2 separate regions of the Anser cygnoides genome follow, and region 2 is linked to region 1. The links are chromatin contacts, called in public Hi-C maps. All regions are on one chromosome and are shown on one strand. Each heading gives the region's core, a stretch centred on a gene start, on an enhancer-like site or on the middle of the called end of the contact. The rest is flanking DNA. Distances are from core to core; before and after follow the strand shown. Region 1 has its middle 35 kb from the start of ENPP6. Region 2 holds the start of ENPP6 (ectonucleotide pyrophosphatase/phosphodiesterase 6).

Region 1 (6,390 bases), core at 1,222-3,721:
TCTGCACCGTCAGCTTCAGATGTGACTGAAGACGCTGTGGGGGAGCCGTGGGGCATATGGGGCAGCACCTCCTGCAGGCTGTGGTGTCCTTCACCGGGGGCTTTGCTTTGAGCCCATCAAAAGGCACAGGGCAGCTGTCAAGGGCATGTAGCTGTCATGGCTTTCCTGGGCCAGCACTTGCCCCATCCCTCACAATAAGGCACTTTATCCGAGGTAGCACAACCCCCTTTGGAAATCAGGTGCTGTTTCATTTGCCTCAGCTCCTACACCATTAATTCCTCCATTCTCCTCCTTCGTATTAATATTTTAAGCTGCTCTATCTGTCACATCTGCACACTTACCAGCTGCTTTCCCATTTTTAATTGCCCTCAGAGGGCTTCTTCCAGAGCCACACCTGCTTTTCTATGGGCCTTAATTTGTCACTGTCCAAACAGGAAAAGAGAGCATTTAAAATTCAGCCTTCATGACTGTGTTGTATTTCTTCAAACCTGTGATTAATTGCTGGGCATTTACAGGCTGTATTCAGCTATTTCTGTATAAAACAGTCTTTATTTTGCTGTGAAGATCCCCACATCACGGGTATTATATATCTTCTTGTTGGTAGGACTTGCATTTATTCTTCCCATTTGTTCTTGTATGAAATGCAAAGAGAAAGCTCAGGGCTCTCTCGATTTTACTGTTTTTAAAAGGGAAAAAAAAAGTTCTTTGTCTTTGTCAGAAATGTCCTTGTAAAAAAAAACATTTGAGATCAGGGCAGGAAGGGGCATGCCAGGTCATCCAGTCCAGCCCCGACAGGGGCACAGGCAAGCAGCTTGTATAATCCAGCTCATAAACTGCTTGAACTCCACCTTGAAAGATATTAATTTTTTGTTGTTGTTTGTTCTGTTTTGTCCTTCACAGCTGCTATAGGGAGGCTGCTTTAAAACCTTGATTTTAAGCTCACAAGTAGGCCTCTCCTGAGTCAATTTGTATGGCCAAGGCTTACAGGGGCACAATTAACCTGAGCAGAAGAGCACAAAAAGGTATATACAATTTATACAATTTACAATTTTTAAATACTTTTTTGTATACACCTGTCATTTTAGTCCTGTTGGGTGAACAGCACACTGGCTCCTGTTCGCACGTACTGAAGAAAGGCTGCAGCCTTTGTGAATGACCTCTATCATCTCATCCTCTGTTTTTCTGCCTGGCAAGGAAGCAATGCTGGTATCTCCAGCTGATTTTGAGGCTTAATTAATATTCATCAAGCTATATATACAAGTGCTGAGTAATGTTTTAATGTATTATTAATTTCTCAAGAACAACAGAAGGCTGCTTAAGAGTTGTCAGTGCCCACTCCAGCAATCACAGAAAATTGGTCATGTAGGAGATGCTTTGGGCAACCGGATCTAGTGAGACATGTCCCTGCCCATGGCAGGGGGCTTGGACTAGCTGTTCTTCACAGTTCCCTGCCAACCCAAACCATTCAGTGATTCTGTGAGATGCCCACGTGGTCCTGGTGGAGGCTGCTGACATTTAGGGGCTCAGGAGAAAAGCTGGCACACAGCACTTGGCACATATGGGACCAGTAGGCAACCTTGTCAGAAGTGAAGCTGGAGACTTGCAATGGTTTGCTGCAAACCCCACTGTATTTAGCTGTTTCTGCATAAAACAGAGTATTTTTCTGGGAAGCTCCACACATCATGGATATCAAATATTCTTATGTTACTGGGGCTCACATTTATTTGTTCATCTCATTTGCCTCCTTCCACTGATGCAGGAGGCATTTTATTGCCTCCTTTGCTCAACTGGACCTTTGAAGCAGCAGGGCCAGTCACTGAAGTCCCTCTTGGGATATTCTGTCTCTGCAGTGAGGGGTGAAGGAGCTGTGGGCTCCCAAAACATTCAGGGAGGCCCCCTCTACTGGGGTAGGGACCACTGTGAGGGCTGGTCCCACAAGATCTGCCAAGATCACAAACAGCGAGGGGAGCAGGAACGCAGCGGGTCAAAGCGGGAGTGTCGGGTTTGCATTGGGACACATCAGTGAGGGAGAAGACAACTCTGCACCCTTTGGAGGGGCCAACAGAGAAAGCTGCGTGAAGAACGGATGCGTGCAGGGGAAAGACACAGCGGGGAAACCATTACAGCGGAGAAATTACAGCATGAAGGACCTTGGCTTGACTGCAGCCCTGGCCGTTACAGTGCTGACACTAAAACGCCTCATTGGCCGTACAGGCACTCCGCGGAGCCCAGCTGGCTCCTGAACGAGCCGGGGTGGGACGCACTCTCCTCCCTGCCCTCCTCCCCCGAGGCCTCCTGAGGGGCCGGGGCCGCCGGCAGCCGGCAGCGGGGCGGCGAGGGAGGGCTGCCCGCCGCCGGGCCCCCCTGAGCCGGGCTGAGGCAGCCCCGAGGCCGGGCCCCGGCGGGCCGGAAGGGGGAGCTCCGAGCCCGGTAATGGCGGCCGGGCTCGTGGGCCCGATGAGGTTTTGGTTTGGTTTGGTTTGGTTTGTGTCTTTCAAAAGGCCGATTGCCGACACGTTGCAGGAAGGTGCGATGTGCCTGCGTGTGTGTGTGTGTGTGTCTGTGTGTGTGTCTGTGTGTGTGTCTGTGTGTGTGTCTGTGTGTGTCTGTGTGTGTGTGTGTGTGTGTCTGTGTGTGTCTGTGTCTGTGTCTGTGTCTGTGTCTGTGTCTGTGTGTGTGTCTGTGTCTGTGTCTGTGTGTGTGTCTGTGTGTGTCTGTGTGTGTGTGTGTGTGTGTGTGTGTGTGTCTGTGTGTGTCTGTGTCTGTGTCTGTGTCTGTGTCTGTGTCTGTGTGTGTGTCTGTGTCTGTGTCTGTGTGTGTCTGTGTGTCTGTGTGTCTGTGTGTCTGTCTGTCTGTCTGTCTGTGTGTGTGTGTGTGTGTGTGTGTGTCCCCGTGTCTCCTTCACTGCCACCGGCGAGCTCCCGAGGCTGCAGCCTTTGCCCCCTCGGCATTTCTGGCCGTTAATACAGAAACAGGAAAAACAAAGCCATAAAAGTAGCAAGTTAAGAGATACAGCTTTCCCTTGGACACCTCTGTGCCTCCTTTTCCTCTCCTCAACCAGCTGAAGCATTCTGAGCTAACCAAAACGCCATTTCTAACCCACTCCGATGTTATTTCTAACTAATGCTGATACAGTTCTTCCAGCCATGCACAGGAGCTTATCTGCAGGCCCAGCCAGCGAAGCTTCCCACCCAGCCAGGAAACCAGCAGAAACCGTGGAAAAGGCTGCCTTGCAGTGTGGCTTTGAGGCATTGCCTTTGCACTGGAGGAAGAGTCAACCACACTGCATGCACCGTTTCGGAGGGACTGAGGCATGTCTGTTGGCAGCTGATGATAATTTTGTGGTGAAATTGTGCTGCACAACAGAAACCATGTCACTGATACAGAGTTGACACAGTTGAGATAACATCATACCACTTTACAAGTCCATGGTGACTTGCACCTGAGCATCGCTGCAGTCATTTGATGGCCTTTTCCCAACCCGCTGGCCTAATATATGGCACTTCTCTGGGTACCAGTTTAAAAGAAAGCAACAGACATCAGAGGAACACATAAAGGCAAAATAATGAAAACCTTGATAAAAAAATAAAATAAAATAAAATAAAATAAAATAAAATAAAATAAAATAAAATAAAATAAAATAAAATAAAATACAAATCTTTGGAGACAAAAGTGATCTGGGAAAGGGAAATACAGTATGGACTGAATGACTAGGAGACCACTGTGCACATTAAAAGAACCTCTATTTTTCCACAGGTAAACTTAACAGGGAGTCATATAGTTCAAATCTTATCATACTAACCTATACAGCTTTACACACCTGTACGAAGCCTGGGAATTAGGGTGTCCATTCAACTTTAATTCTGAAATGCTCTTATTTTTGAACACTCAGAAGCTGCCTTCCTTTAACATAAATTTGCTTCTGCACCTACACAAACGCATGTTTTCATGTAAGTGAAAACTGTCTTTCAAAACAGCTAACAAACTCATGCTAAAATGGAAGGTTCCAAGCTTTTCCCTTGATTAGTCTATATTTAATTTTAAAACAGAACCTTAAATATTGGCCTGCATCTCTGCCATAGCCTTGCAAGTAAAATGAACAGAAGGCTGATGATAGAGTTTTGTTCAGTGCCTTTCACTTCAGAATGCCTAGAGCTCATCCAGCCTGCATCTTCCTGTGGAGGTGTGGAGTTTAACTTCCTACTGATACTTTGACTTAGCAGTTAGGAGATAAGGAAGAAGGCCAGCACCACAGAATCTCTTAATTCACCCCTCAGTTTTTTTCCAAACCAACTAGAAACAGAGACTTTTGCAAACCTGGTTCCTGCAGACGGCTGTGTGTGCAACACCTGGGCCAACAGCAAAGTGTTTATACATGGGCTGCAGCCATGTGGGCTGCTAACCAAGGGAGGCTGGAGAGTTTATCCACCAAGCCCTGGACAACTGTGCTATTACATCACTGCCAAGCTCACAGGTGAAAATGGTTGACCTCATTTAGATGGGAAATTGCCATTGTTGGCACTGGTTTGGGGAGCTGACTGTACCAACCCCATGCAGGCAGTCACTCAACATGCTCCCCTCCTGTTTGCGGGCCACGTGTTCCTGGAACACAGGGGAGTATCTTTGGCAAGTGATGCTGACATAGTGCTGACAGTTCAAAGAGAGTCCTGATGTCAATTAAAGGCGTTACTGGTATATTAGTATGTCTGCACTGCTTCCCTGGGCTTCCCTTTTGCTCTGTCCTCCCCTCCCTGCACCCATGGACAATTAACAATACAAGGAAAATAAGATAAATTCCACCAAGAGCAAAAGCCATAAATCTTGTTGCAGTTCTGCAGTTTGTTGCTTAAGTCCTCTTTTGCTTTGGGTGGTAAGAGCTATGAATACCGAGGATGTGTCTGGTGGGATTACGAATGCATATATTGGAGGAGTGGTGGGTACACATCAGTTGGGCAAGCACAGCACTTTCTGCAGAGCAGTTGCCCATACTGGCCACAGAAAACTTACCAAGACAGCGGTGTCTGCTGTGGCTGGAAGAGCATGGCAGACACTAGCCTGCTGGAAGCAGTGCAGGTGGATTCAGTATGCCCCATCTTTTATCTTCGTTTCATGAAATTAGTGACCACGCTGGTTGGCTGGGTCTACTTAAGGAGGAAAAGGAGGGAAGTGTGCCCACATCTTCGCCCATCAGTGGTGAGCGCACGGGTGACACGGCAGGTGAGGGACCACATGTGGTGAACACATCACGTCATGTGCCTTACGTCACTTATGACACCATAAATGCAGCCTAGCAGCATTGCTGCCCCCACTGGTTTCATCTCCCTTCTGAAGCTCAGTGTGGGCTGTGGGGAGCTGCCTGCCTCGTGCAAGGAGGGGCACATGGCCAGAAGACGGCTGCCAGACCTGGCCGTGAGCAGCCAGGTCTGTGCGACCCGCTGTGCATAAGCCCAGCTCTATCTCTGTGCGAGCCACGGGCAGCTGGATTTACAGAATAGGGGGAAAGGTTGTGCCGACCGTCCTTGCCTGGCATCAGGGAGCTAAGCTGAGAGAAGAGGCAACTGGAGTAAGTAGGTCACAATGCCACCCTTTCTACTTCATCCCAGAGAAGATTTCCTGGCTGCTCAGAGAAGACTTTGGTTTTAGCCATCAGCTTGTAGCATGGGGACTTTTACTATTAAATCAGTCTCTTCCACGAACATGGAAGAGTACGTTTGCAGAGCTTAAAGCAGGAGTCCCTGAGGTCTTTGGTGTTGGTTTTTGAGGTCCCATTTCCATTCGCAGCACCCAGCTCTGGGATGTGGGGTTTAATGTGAGGGCTACGCGCTGCTGTGCTGGCCATCCAGAAAGCCTGACCCACACTGAACCATGGTACCATGATGACTTCTGTGCAAACAGGTTGTGTGATAGTAACAAGGTGGGCTTGGAGAAGCGGGTCTGGAGAGAGCATTCAGGGCTCATTCTAAGGGCAGCAAAATGGTTTGTCGTGTCCACTGAATAGTGTGAGTTACACCTCCCTGGACAGATGCTCCTGGAGGCCCCAGTTCTTTATGTGCCCAGTGAGAGGAGCAGTGGTGCAAATTTCCACCTCTCTCCACTGCACCCTGTGGCCTGCCTGGCTTTGTGTTATCCTGGAGGAGATATCGAATGTAGAAGAAATTTGTGAGCCAATTCGCTGTGAGAGTCAGTCCTTCCTTGGCAATTTGCCTGGCCAGCATCAGCCAGCTGGGCAAGGATGGACAAGGCCAGCTTGGCCTGCTGAGGCTTAGCCCTGTTCACTAGCTGGACAGACAGAGAAGCACATAAAAGCCCCAAGCAGGCACCAGCGAGCTGGGTGCTGTGCAAACGTAGGGTAAAAAGATTGCTGGTGTCCCAGAGACCAAGGAGGGGACG
Region 2 (6,390 bases), core at 1,161-3,660, 36 kb after region 1:
CACAGCCTGAGCGCGTGGCTTCACAGCCACCAACACCAACCTGCCTCCTGCCCCAGCCCCACCACCACCCAAAATGTGACATCTCCTCCTGCAGACCCTGTACCGTGGTTTTGGGGTGGGCAGGACACTGCCAGGACACAGCCACAGGGTACACCTACACCCCAACGGCTCAGGTGCAACCTCAGATCTTCCTTTGGGCTTGTTTGTTACCCAAATCTAGCCCTTGATTTCTTCCTGACCTGTTTAACACTGCTGTGGCTCATGCAATATAAAGGTTAATTATTATTTGCAGCTCATTTGTACTTGCAACAGAGATCCTTGCCACGAAGGCCAGGAGACTTATGAAAAGGTTTTGTCTCGCAGACTGTCTCATTGCTTCTGGCTAGAAACTCCAGTACCCTAAAAACGTGAGAAGCCTACAAGTCACGTTTCATCACCTACACCAAATCTCCTTCCTGAGCACTAAAGGGGATGTTTTCAAAGCTCTTCAAAGGGCTGATGATGGGCTTCACTCTGCACGTATGCACCCAACAGGTGTGATGATTAATCGCAGTAAAGGGAGAAAGCAGTCACTCCCTGTGCTCTTCAACAACTTCACCCAAAGGCTTTTCACTATATGAAGTGTTCAGCCGGTGTGCCTGCATACATTTACAGAAGAAGGTCCACAGTGGAGTGCCACCTCTATTTGCTTTAGTGAAATCTGCCCTGCATTCATGCCTTCCCACTGCCATGAAGAAAACCTGGCAGCTTTCTACTTTTAAAAAAGAAAAAAAGTTAATTGAGAGATGAAATAAGCATCGAAAAGGTATTTCTCTCTCAAAATCAAGATAGAGAGGGAAGGGTTAAGCGGTTTCAAAACAAGCTGGGCACAACTGATGTCAGATTTTGTCTTACAATGGCATCTCTCTGCCTTCCCAGCAAGCAGTATATGAACTGCTGGGCTTTGTATTGTTCTGTGGACAGCAGAAGACGCCACATATCGAGGAGAGAGCAGTTTTTCTCACTGTTCGCAGTTAGCTGTAAGGTCTTGTTTGTTAAATAACTATGGAGGAAAAATCCCATCTGAAACTCCAGAAAAAAAAAAAATCCGTTTCTTTGTGCGCTTGAGTTTTGTCTCCAGGCTGCCTTTATCTGATACAAACAGCAAACCTGTACTCTGCACCTTCCTAGTACCACGGTAATTATGTATGGCCCCAGTCAGGTTAAAAGGAAATCGGCATGGTGAAAATTACGTCTCTTCTTCCACTTTTCTGGAAACCTCTCCTGGGCACTCAGAATGAGAGAGACAGTAGAGGAGCAAAATAAAAAATTCCTTAGGGCTTTTTTTTTTTTTCTCCCCAAGACTACAGTTATAATAAGTTTGGGCAGAGTTAGAGCAGGGACCCGTGACAGCAGAAAGTCAGCAGAGTGCAAGTGGATATGTGATGCTGAACTTTCTAAAACAGACCTGCTGGCTGAAAATCAGCCTTATCTTAGCCCCCCTCAGCCTGCATGCCTTTCTGTTAACTGAAAGCTCTCTGAACAGGCTCCATGCTCACTGTCCGTACGTTTCCCACCCATTTCTGTGCTCTGAGTGCAGCAGGCGAGGCAGGGAGCCGGCAGCACTGCACTGGAGCAAAACCAGCTCTGTGCAGCGTTTCCAAGTTCAGGACAGGTCTGCTCGTCATTTCGTCTAGGCAAGCAGTACCAAGCTGCAATGGTTTTAAACCCCCAGCTAAAAGCATGACCAGAGTTACTTTTACAGCTTCTCCATAGGAAAGGTATGAGAGAAGTGCCCTCCGCCCCGGCACAGGATGCTGGCAGCCCCGCCGAGCATCACAGCGAAGAAACGCGAGTGCTCACCTGTCATCAGCGTGTAATAGTTCGGGTAGGAGAGGCTGGGGAAATCTGGGGTCATGTAATCCACCTTCACCCCCATGTTGACGATGTTCCGAAAGCCCGGCAGAGCCTCCAGCTCCTTGTCATCGATGTAGTCGAAGCGAAAGCCGTCGAGCAGGAACACCAGCAGCTTGCGGCGGGCAGCAGCGATGGAGAGGAAGGCGAGGAAGGAGAGGACCACGGCGAGGACCCTGCGGCTCCCCATGGCAGGCAGCGCCGCTGAGACCGGGGCCAGGAGTGAGGGATCTGCAGCAGCTTTGGGGCTGGACCTGGCACCGCTGTCCTCCCTCCCGCTTCCACCGCCTGTGTTAAAGCTACAGCACTGCCCAGCGTGTGCGGGGGCGGGAGGTCGCAGGTTAATTGCAAACAGATGATTAACTTGGAGCCAGAGGAGGAAAGAGCTCCGTGTCTCGCCGCCTTGCAGCGATGGGGAAAGCAGCGCGCAGGGGAGTCCGCAAGGACCTGTCCTCTGCACGCACTGTGGGGCTCCTCCAGCTCCTAAGTCTTTAACAAAAAGGAATAGTTTGCAGCACTACAAAACAAATTATGTGTTTGTTTTCTGGCTGTTGCCACTACTGCTGCTGGTAAGAGCTGGGTGGTGCAAAGTTTCATGTTAATGAAAAGTTGTTTGCGCTTTCGTCACGAGCCGGCACCAGGTTCTTCTGCTGCCAGCCACAGGGGCAGAGCTATACCTCCACCACGCTGCCAGCGTCTGCTATAGACTGTAATTACATGCTGCCTCACTTTGCTTGCATTTCATTTGCTTCTCCCAGGTAAAAGCAGCTCGCAGTGCTGCGTTAGCCCTGGAAGCGTGGAGGACCCACCTGCCAGACCCTGCCAGGCTGGGGAAAGGGTAAGGCTTGCATTCCTCAGCCCACAGAAGAGAAGCAGCCCCAGGGAGGCTCATCCATCGTGGGGACGTGCCCCACAGATGCTGGCACCTGGGGAAGGTTGCAGAGCTGGCCGCCCTCCAGCCATGAGGAGGTCAGGCCTTCTGCTTGCTCCCCACAAGGCTCCCGGCGGCATGTCCAGCCTGTCTGCTCGCCCGGTCCAACGCCAGCTGAGCAAGGCAGCCTTCGGCCTCCCTCGAGGCCTGCCTCCCTGCCCCAAACCAGCACTCGCACCTGTGCCAAAGGAGGACAAAAAGCACCCAGGTGTTACCCGAGCTGTGCCTGTACCCTGGACTGACTGAACGAACCGTCCCTTCCCTACACCCTCATCATCCTGATGCTCTGGGGTCCCTGCCGCTCGTGCATCGTTCGCCACGCAGCAGGAACACGGGACCTCGAGGCACGCAGCTGTGCTACCAGCTCTTGGCTGAGCCTTAGTGGGCTCGCCCTGCCCCACGCCTGGTCCCTGGGGCCATGTAGCCAGTCGCCAGGAGAAGTGTTGGTGGCTGTCCCCTGAAACAGGCTGAGCCTTCCTGGTGGTGGCTTGCCATCTCCCACCTCTCTTTTCAGGGTTTTATACCTCTTCCATTAGCATTTACATCTCGGAGCCTTGTGTTGCTAGCTGTTATCATCTTGGCAACTTTAGCTCTCTGTGTTTTTACTTGTCGTATCTCGCCTGGCGTATCTCGTTGGTGTGTTTTCTTACAGTGCAGCTGCAGTTTTCTCAGCAAAACCAAGCCAGGGTCACACAGCCAGGGCAGAGGCAGCTGGAACCAGGGCCATCGGTACCCGTGTGCCCAAGAGAAGGACAGACGGACTCGTGGCGAGCTATCACCAGTGCCTGCTCTGCTGGTACAACAGCAGGTCCTGGACCCCCAGCCCATCTGCTGGAGCAGACATCACCCAGGTGAACAGGGCAGCACCACAACTTCTGGGGTTCAAATCTTCCAGTGGTGCAGGGCTCTGGCCTCTCCAAAGCAGGCTGCCCATAAAAATACCACCTGCTTATCTCTTTCCTGGTGCACAGGATCCTTCAGGATATTTGCCAGGCTGGGAGAAATGCCACAGCTCTCCAGAACTGCAAGCGTGCCAGCAAAAGGCAGCACATCCAGCCCCAGATGCCAGACACAAGGAGCTTGGCTTGCCACAAGCAAACACAAATGATTAAGAAGCTGTTTTACCTTGTCATCTGTTTCAACTTGTTGCATGTTCTTCTGTCATGCATTTAGGGTTTTTTCTTGTTTATTTTTTTTTTTTTTACCCTGCAAAAGTCACTGGTGAGGAACTTGTGATTTATTTTAACTGAGGCAGGCGCCAGCATCACCTCGCTGCAGCAGCTGGGGATGGAAGAAAAGAACTGGCATCGTGCAACAGGAGATGAAAGCGGCAAGGCTGCTCGAGCGGGGCAGCCGAGCTGCGTGTCACCGGCGTCCCAGTCCGTGCAAGGCTGCATCCAGAGCCTTTCAGCCACCCGGGGGGAGGCTGCAGCTGCGTGCCGGGCTGGCAGGCAATGTGATGGCCCAGTCAGGACCGTGCGTGCTGCACGTCGCCTCCTTGCCCCAAGGGGATGCGCGCGTCCCCTTGTCTCCTGCTGCCCCTCCTCACCACCAGGCAGGACGGGAGGTGGCCCAGCAAAACCTGTGCTCGGGGTGAGGACTTCTGCTGGTGCTTACTGGGCAGTGTCACAATGGCAAAGATTGTCTGTGATGGGCGCTCAGCCTCCCGCAGTCTTGGCCAAGCCGCCAAGTGCTAATTTACCACGTGCATATGTAGGTTGAACGAACTCGTAAACGCGTCCAGCAGTGGGGAGGGAGAGATGGTTGTGCATCTCTTGGCAAAGCCGTGGGAAGGTTGATGTTGACATCTTGGCTTGCTCTCTGATGGGTGGCCTCTGGGCTTGCCAGCAGGGCTGAGCAGAAGAGCTGCTGCTGCTCATGCAGGGATGGGATAATTAAGGGGAGTGAATCAGGTATTCAAGCTGGACTCGCACCCTGAAAAGATGATCAGATTTTTGAGGTGGTTAGGCTGGGCTTCCATCACAAGGTGATGCAAAGATATTATTATTTCATAGCATTAAAGAAATAATGTCTTCCTTTCAAGAGGGTTGTAATCTACCGGTTGAGAGTTCCTAAGGGAAAGTTCCACTTGGACCAACATAGTGGCACGATGAACAAGTGGTGCAAGGTACCTCAACCTGAGGTCTGCCTTGGGAGTTGGAGATTCACAAGTTTCCACTCAACAAATAACAAGAACATAAGGCCTGAGAGGGGTTAAAGACATAGTGAGCCATGTAACCATGACGCCTTACAATACCAAATTGTGTTTTGACAGACAATTCCCCTGAAGAGTGGGACCAGAGCCAAGCAGTCTAGCTTGGCAGAGACAGACCCTAGCAATACATTTCATCCCTGCCAAGCAATGTTGATTTGCTTTGGTTCACATTCATTTGTAAGCACCCTGTCTGCACAAAGCCCCAGATGGCCTTGGAGACTCCAGCACAACAATATTTTGAAACAGAAGTTCTTACAAAAGCTACCAGAGCTCGAGCTGGAGTCCAGGGACAGCAGTTTGCACAAGTTAGCAGTTATACCATGTTTTGGAAGAAGCGTGAATACAGGAAAGAAAATCCCTAAGCCCTATTTGTGCATGAGGAGATACCCCACTGATCAAAACTTTGTTTGTAACAAGATCCTCAGCCACTTAGGCTGCTCAGGAAATCCTCTTGGCAAAAAGCAGGTTTTCATCTTTGGAAAACTGCCTCCAGTGCCTGTGAATCTCTGATTTCTTTTTGTCCTGCTGAAATCACAAGCATGGTGATCGAAATGAAAGCGCGTTCTCCAGGCTCACGCTGCTGGTTCAGCCTGGCTGGTCAGATGTGCCAGCTGCCCTGCAGTGCTGCTTGGTCACTGCTCTTACGTTCAGAAGCAAACACCAGGACAAAAGCTGCTAAAAGCAAAACACTGGAGAATCTAGAGGGGAAAACTGTCCTTTCTCTTCTGGAAGAAGGACGAGAAAGCATGACAAGACTCGCTGTCTTGTAATTCCTCTTCATGTCCCGTTCTTCCCCCAAACAGCAGTAGTTAAACAGTTTGGCCAACACAGCCTGACCTACTCGTTTGGTTGCTTTTTTTTTCCTCATTAGCAAAAAAGGCATGGCCACCTCCAGACAAAAAGGCCTTGAGGGGAATAATAAGTTGCTTGTGTCTCTTTGAAGAAGAGGTAGAGGGTTTGTGCCTGTCTGAAGTTTTAAGGTCAGAACTCTGCTTGAGTAAGGTCCTTCTTCCTCCCATCCCCACCAAGCCCAAACTGAAAACATCACAGCTGGTACCAGCTCCTCTGCTGGCTTCAAGAGAAAGCCTCTGGCAGTACTTGTATCTGCCTTCGAAGCCGACAGAAGGCCTCACCTTGGTGGAAATTATCTGCTGCAGAAGTTTAGTACTGCTGGTTGCAAACTCATAATTTGCCATCTCTTTGTAGGTTGAATGGTGGAAGTCAGCTTTATCAGTCTTTGCTCCTGTGCCGTGCCTTCTTACCAGTGCTTCTGTGTGGAGGGGCCCGTTAGGCAAAGCATCTGCTGCTCCATCGGACCTTCATGAATGATATTTAACACAAAGTCTGTTAT

Evidence for each region. Hi-C and Micro-C count contacts between places; a contact is called where the count stands out from the background.
Region 2: a Hi-C map of liver shows a contact between it and region 1, with 3 times the contacts expected there. The contact joins the promoter of ENPP6 here to the enhancer-like site in region 1. A contact is called at or near these places in 2 of 7 Hi-C or Micro-C datasets (both in liver).

What each region holds. Positions count from the first base shown.
Region 1 is chr4:59,304,735-59,311,124 of Taihu_goose_T2T_genome, forward strand. No RefSeq gene overlaps it. Among named protein-coding and RNA genes, the nearest start is that of ENPP6, 35 kb to the right of the region's middle. Within about 2 kb of position 2,472, at least 1 of the 3 cell types and tissues checked has open chromatin away from gene starts, as enhancers often do. A contact at or near this core is called in liver, where this site is marked.
Region 2 is chr4:59,340,829-59,347,218 of Taihu_goose_T2T_genome, forward strand. It overlaps ENPP6 (ectonucleotide pyrophosphatase/phosphodiesterase 6), which reads right to left and starts at 2,411. Exons shown (of 8, transcript XM_013179738.3): 1 at 1,843-2,411. The coding sequence starts at 2,083. It overlaps LOC106035142 (a long non-coding RNA gene), which reads left to right and starts at 2,572. Exons shown (of 3, transcript XR_001206572.3): 1 at 2,572-2,731; 2 at 3,477-3,675; 3 at 3,796-5,528.